Linked DNA regions of Anas platyrhynchos: region 1 is linked to region 2. Evidence: chromatin contacts called from public Hi-C data. All regions are on one chromosome and are shown on one strand. The core of a region is the stretch at or near the end of the contact, and the rest is flanking DNA. Distances in the headings are between cores, read along the strand shown.

The links. A called contact is a pair of places that touch in the nucleus more often than the background predicts.
Region 1: a contact with region 2 is called in a Hi-C map of skeletal muscle, with 3 times the contacts expected there. The contact joins the enhancer-like site here to the promoter of SLCO2A1 in region 2. A contact is called at or near these places in 2 of 8 Hi-C or Micro-C datasets (liver and skeletal muscle).

The regions. Positions count from the first base shown.
Region 1 is chr9:15,257,177-15,259,975 of IASCAAS_PekinDuck_T2T, forward strand. It overlaps RYK (receptor like tyrosine kinase), which reads right to left. Exons shown (of 15, transcript XM_072042303.1): 7 at 2,404-2,504. Among named protein-coding and RNA genes, the nearest start is that of RYK, 28 kb to the right of the region's middle. Within about 2 kb of position 1,400, at least 1 of the 8 cell types and tissues checked has an H3K27ac peak or open chromatin away from gene starts, as enhancers often do.
Region 2 is chr9:15,192,548-15,195,475 of IASCAAS_PekinDuck_T2T, forward strand. It overlaps SLCO2A1 (solute carrier organic anion transporter family member 2A1), which reads right to left and starts at 1,330. Exons shown (of 14, transcript XM_038183481.2): 1 at 1,082-1,330. The coding sequence starts at 1,171.

The DNA.
Region 1 (2,799 bases), core at 150-2,649, 65 kb after region 2:
TGAATTATTACAGAAAAAGCCTGAAAGTCATTTTGACAATAAGTTTTAAATTTAAATGTCATTGAATGCAAGGTTAAAACGACTGTGGAAGGTCTAACAGTGATCCTCCTGTTCATTTTCTGCATCCAACCTTTTTTCTTATATTCATTTTCACCATTTTCTATGTTTCTGGGGGTGCTTCCCTGGCCCTAAAAGACAAGGCATTCTGAAGCAGCGTGGTCTGAACACACTAAACAAACAGGTGCCATTACAGCTGTTTCCACACTTATCTGAGTGAGGAGAGTTTAATCATCAATAAGGACCTGGTTTGTAGGCTACCTTGCTTTCTAGTCTTCTTCCGTTTTGCATGAGGCTCACTGATGAGTTTCCAAGAATCATTTTAACTAAACAGTGCCACTTAGAGGGCCAACCTGAAAACCTGAAGTTGATAGCACATCAACAGCATGGTTTCTTCCAAACCACGTGGAAAGGAAATTTTTAATAGATGCATTTCTCTTAATGCTTCTACCATATAAAGTTTCCAGGCAGCTTTCTACAAATAGAAGATGAACTCAGATTACAAAAATCTCTCTTTTGTTTCAGGAAGTAATTCATTCAATTTAGAAGAAAGCCAAGACTTTCCCAAAGCTGCAGGAGTTCAGTCCTAGGTAAACACCTGCTTCCACACCTGGGCAGGAAACAGGAAGACACTAGTGCTGAACAGTAATTGTGATACTCATGCACTGCTCCCTTGTGATTTCGGATGGTTAGTATCACTACTAAGTGCAGTCAGAAGAAAAATGGGAGAGATTTTGGGGTCTTATTAGTTGCTTAAAAAAAAAAAAAAAAATCAAGCCATTAATCATTGTTTTTAACCTAGCTCCAAAGGATAAACATTAGAATGTATAAAGGATAGACATTGACATTTCTACTTATCAGATTGCTGAAAAAAAAGACTCTTTAGGTTATTAATACAAAACTCTTAAGCATTAGAGGATAGAGAATCATTGGTGGCAGCAGATGACAACAGAAGCCACTTCCTGAAAAGATCTCAAGGGCCACAGTACCATTTCAGCTTGGCAATTTCTACTCTACTGAGAAAAAAAAAAAAAAGCCAACTGAGATTAACAGAGACTGTTCACTCCTCCTGCTGGGCCCCCCATTTTTCCCCTCACATTTTACCATAAACCCTTACCTCACTTCAGATCTTTTAAAGTAGGCTCTAGCAGAAATTTGAGCCAATTTATCCAGGGCTACTTTCAGATCTTTTAAAGCAGGCCCTCCAGCAGTGCTTTGAGCCAGCCAATTTGGTCTGGACTAAGTCCTGCAGTCCTGCTCTCTTTCAGTGTTCAGTCACACAGACCCATACCCCTCCAAGCACCAACACCAGCGCTCATACAGCTAGGCTACGCGCCAGCTCAAAGACCCAAGTCAACAAAAAGCCAGTCACTCGGCAGAAGCGGTCAGAAGAGATCAGTGTGTACGCACAAGGGTCAAGGCAAATGCTCATGGTCAGTCCAGCCTTAGATGAGACTGACCTGCATACCCAGGGCTGCATCAGTTCCTCCTTACTTATCTCAGGAAGATCCTTTCACTAGAACTATGCTATACGGGGTACCTCTCCCCTAGAGATGACAGACAATAACTGCAGAAGTAAAGACTCGACAAATAACAAATATTGTTAGGAATTTGAGTTAGCACAGAACACAGCTAATATCAGTTCATCACAGAGCATATAAATCACTGCTGCTTCACCCTTCTTTTTAATTCACTGCTCGCTCTCTATTTCTCTATGGAAATATTTCCCCCTCCCCCCGTATTCTTTCAAGCAAAGCTGTTAAAAAGGAAGCATAAATATATAACCCTTATCAAGTTTTTCTGCCCCGTTCTTTTCCTTTGCATGTTGCAGCAACAGGGCAAAAATAATAAAATAACCATCAGGAGTCAATGACATCGCTTGCTTCGGTCTCCAGTCAGTAACAAATGGTCAGGCTAAGGCTATTTGGATCCTTCCTTACTGTTATCTCTGCCAGGTCTATCCCACCTTCTGCTTGATGCTGCAGAAGTCAGCTTCTTTCCAGCACTAAGAAAGCAGATGCTTCAGACACTGGGGCAGCCTTTCTCACTGACAGATCTATGTGCAGGGAGAATATCCCGTTGACCCAAAGGCAGTATAACACTCATGTGATGAATCCTGTGTCCCAGATCTTATGGAGTCCTCAATCTTGACTATGACGTGGCTAAATAAAACCACATGAACCACACACCATGAACTCAAAAGAGACAAACTAATAGAGACAGGAGTTTTTCCTGCTCTTCTGTTTCTGTATTTCTGAATACAGACTCAGTGTGACCCTACCATTAATACTCCAGCTGGGTCCAAGACAGTCTGTTGCAAGGCTCTGTAATTAGATTAACACTTACTGGTTACTGGCGTTGCATTGTTTGGTGTATCGGCTCTCAAGTACTGCGTTGTCTGCGTGGAAGGTTGGGATAAACCTTGGGAGCTACTGCTGTCACTAATGCTGTTTTAAAAACAAAAATAGACATGAACACAACTGCTTGATACTGTAATAAATACAAAGTTATCAGATTAAGCACAAGATTTTTCAGACTGGACTTTGGACAAATGGCTTTTTTAAAGTTTCTCACTAGCCTACTTTGTCATTCCTCACTCATCACCCTTCCTTCCTCTTCCTAAAAGTCCAACAATGAGATTTTTGGGGGATAGGACCACAGCTGCACACAGTATGCAATAAACACACAAATTTCACAAAAATGTAGTGAAATGTTTCTTGCCTTATCCACAAGATAAAATAC
Region 2 (2,928 bases), core at 80-2,579:
CTGCCCGTGACACCCTGGTGCCACCCACCACTGAGGGGTCCTGCATGCAGCCCCTGACCAAGCATCCCTGGAGAAACAAATTTACGTTTGGTGGTGGCAGGTTGTGTTTGTTTGCTTGTTTTTTAATCCTTGTAATTTTACAGCCTTAAACAAAGCACTGAGTTTAGCAACGCTTTTACCGCTTCACCCCACCTGAGCCACGGGCATTAGCAGCACAGCCTGAAGGAGGCTGGGGCCACCTTTTTTCACCAGTCCCCTCTGCACCCTCCATACATGCAGCTCTCCATTATCCTGTTTATTACCTGCGGTGATCTCGAGCTCTTCCTCCTGCAGCTCACAGCCAGAACGGGCCATCAAGTCACCCGCTGAGACAGCAGCAGGGACCTTTGGGGATGTGGGACTGGATGGACTGGCTGCCAACGCACTCCTGGCGTGATCGCCCACAAACCCAAAGCATTGTCACTTGGCGATAAATAAAAAACAAACCCATCCTGGGCTATGACGCTTTGCACCCCAGCTTCCCAAAGCTGCACTTAGCTGGGAAGCGCGGACAAAGTCTTCCTCACAGCACTGCTGGCATGCTGCAAACCTCCACCCGTGTTTGATAACACCAGTGGGAAGCACACCCAGGCAAGGGGTCCCCCTCTGCCACAGCTGTTCTCCTGCTGTGCACCCCAAAATTGTTCCTGGCTGCCTCAAACACTGCAAGGCAAAGCAGGGAAGTCCCCCTCCCCGCTGGGGATGTGCCAGCCGGCCCTGCCGTTCACAAAACCACTCTTCTCCCCGCCAAAGCTTTTCAAGCGAATCGGCGTTATTATAGGGCAGTGTTTTCCTTTCGCACCAGGATGTGGTTAATCATTCCCTAAGCGGCGGCACACCATGTCCTGGATGCGACAGGCGAGCCCCACAGCCCACGGCATGCCAAGCCCCTGGTCCTCTGTGGCATTATTCGGGACCAAGGACGTGAGATTCATTATCTGCACCTTTGCAATCAGCCTCTGCTTTACCAGCAGCTTGCACCAGGGCTGCTCTCGGGGCCAGCCTCCTCCTCCCGCATCGCCGCTGGAGCACCGCTCCTTACCTTGATGTTGCAGAAGATACCGCGGGAGCAGGTGCTGGAGCTTTTGGGGACGTTGACCGGGGACTTGCTGGCTTCAGGGTGGACTCCCATGGTGTGCTGGCCTCCCTGGGCTCCCCGAGGAGCTGGACTCTGTGTGCAGGCTCCCGAGACGGTGAGCGCTCGCCAGCGCCGTCCCGCTGTGTCCCGTCCCGCTCCGAAAACCCTGCGAGCCCGCGAGTGAGCCAGGCAGCGTGAGCGCAAAGTTTTTATAAGTCTGCTCTCGGGAGTGATGATGAAACCCTTTCTCCTCCCTCTTTTCCTTTGGGTGTAGAGGGAACTTTAAAGCTGCAGGAAGCCAACGTGAGCGTGCAGCAAGCTGCTGGGCGCCCACCGGATCTGGGCTTTTTGAGGATGAGGACTGTGGTGAGAAATCCCTCCCTTTGGCAAGGAGTCACAGAGGAAAAAACAAACAACACACACATACACACAAAAGCCTCCAAACTCCTCCTGCTTCTCTCTCGTGGAAAAAACTGCATTTGTGTGGTTCCTGGGTGCTGTTTTAAGTAATACCTCTCTGGGGCTTTGTTTATGCAAAGCACTGATTTATTACCATGAGGGAGAAAAAGTGTCAGAGGGAGAAGGGCTGGGGGAAGCCAACTTCTAGCACTCTGTCAAAATTATCTTCTTTCCTCATATGAAGCGGGGAGGTGGGAGAGAGAGCTGGAGGACCCCCTGGGAAATGGGGTGGCCTGAGCCTGGAGAACCCAAACCTCACCTCCCTGAATAGTTTCTCTGCTGTGGGAGTACTGGTGGGTCCCGGGGAGGAGGTCCCCACCGAGCACGGGGTCCCACTTGCACCCCAAGGTTCTGCTTGGGGGGGGGGGGTGGCTAGAGTAGAGCAGTGCCAGGGTGGGGGGTAGCACTTCCTCTACGATGTGGATTCCCCAAAACCCACGGGATCTTTGGCAAAGGAGGGCAGAGATGCCGAGGAGCTGGGTGAAGGGGCCCTGCTGGCACCCGGTGCCACCAACGGGTGGCTGCTCACCACGAGAGGGTGCCTTGCGCCCATGGGAGAGGGACCCGCGTGCTCCCCTCTGCTCTTGGGGCACAGAACCAGTCCCACCAGCCCTGGGGCTTCAGAGCGGTGCAAAAACCCACATGGCCAAGGGAAAATGAGCTGCTTTTGGGTGTCTGCTTCCTGATGGCTGGAGAGCACCATGTACAGGGACAAGCAGACAGTCCCTACCTGCAGCTGGCAAAACAAGCATCCTTTTTTCCAATCTTTTTTTCTCCACTTTTGCTATTCCGATCCCCAGATTTGCTGGGTTTAGGGTCAAGATGCAATGCCAAGCCCTGCTACCCACCTCTCAGCCCTAAGAGTTGTGATGGCACTGAAATGTTGACCTTGCTGATAGGAAAGCTCAGCTCAAGAATGCAGCCAGCTCCTCCGCTCACCCCCCTTGAGCCCTATATGCTGCTGATCCCATTTTTCAGGGAACTCCGAACCTGCTGGTGAGCAGCTCCGTCGTTTCCGTTTATTCTGCAGGACTGTGACGCTCGCTTTGTTATAACAACCACCTCCAGCAGCAGCTGCTGCCACTTTTCCCTGTAAAATCGCCTCTGCACAGCGAAGCAGTATGTGGGGCTAGCATCCCCATGTCGTGACCCCCACCAGAGGCAGCAAAACGCCCACTCCACACACTGCCTTGGTCCATTCCCACAGAAATAAGCTTCCAGTGAGCTTTTTCCCAAGCAATGAGCATTGCCCAAGACTTGGCAGCTTATCTAGATACAGTGAATAAGACAAGCAAAGCTGGCAAATCTAAACTGAAAAGGCCAATTATGGAGGTTTCAGCTATTAGAGGCAT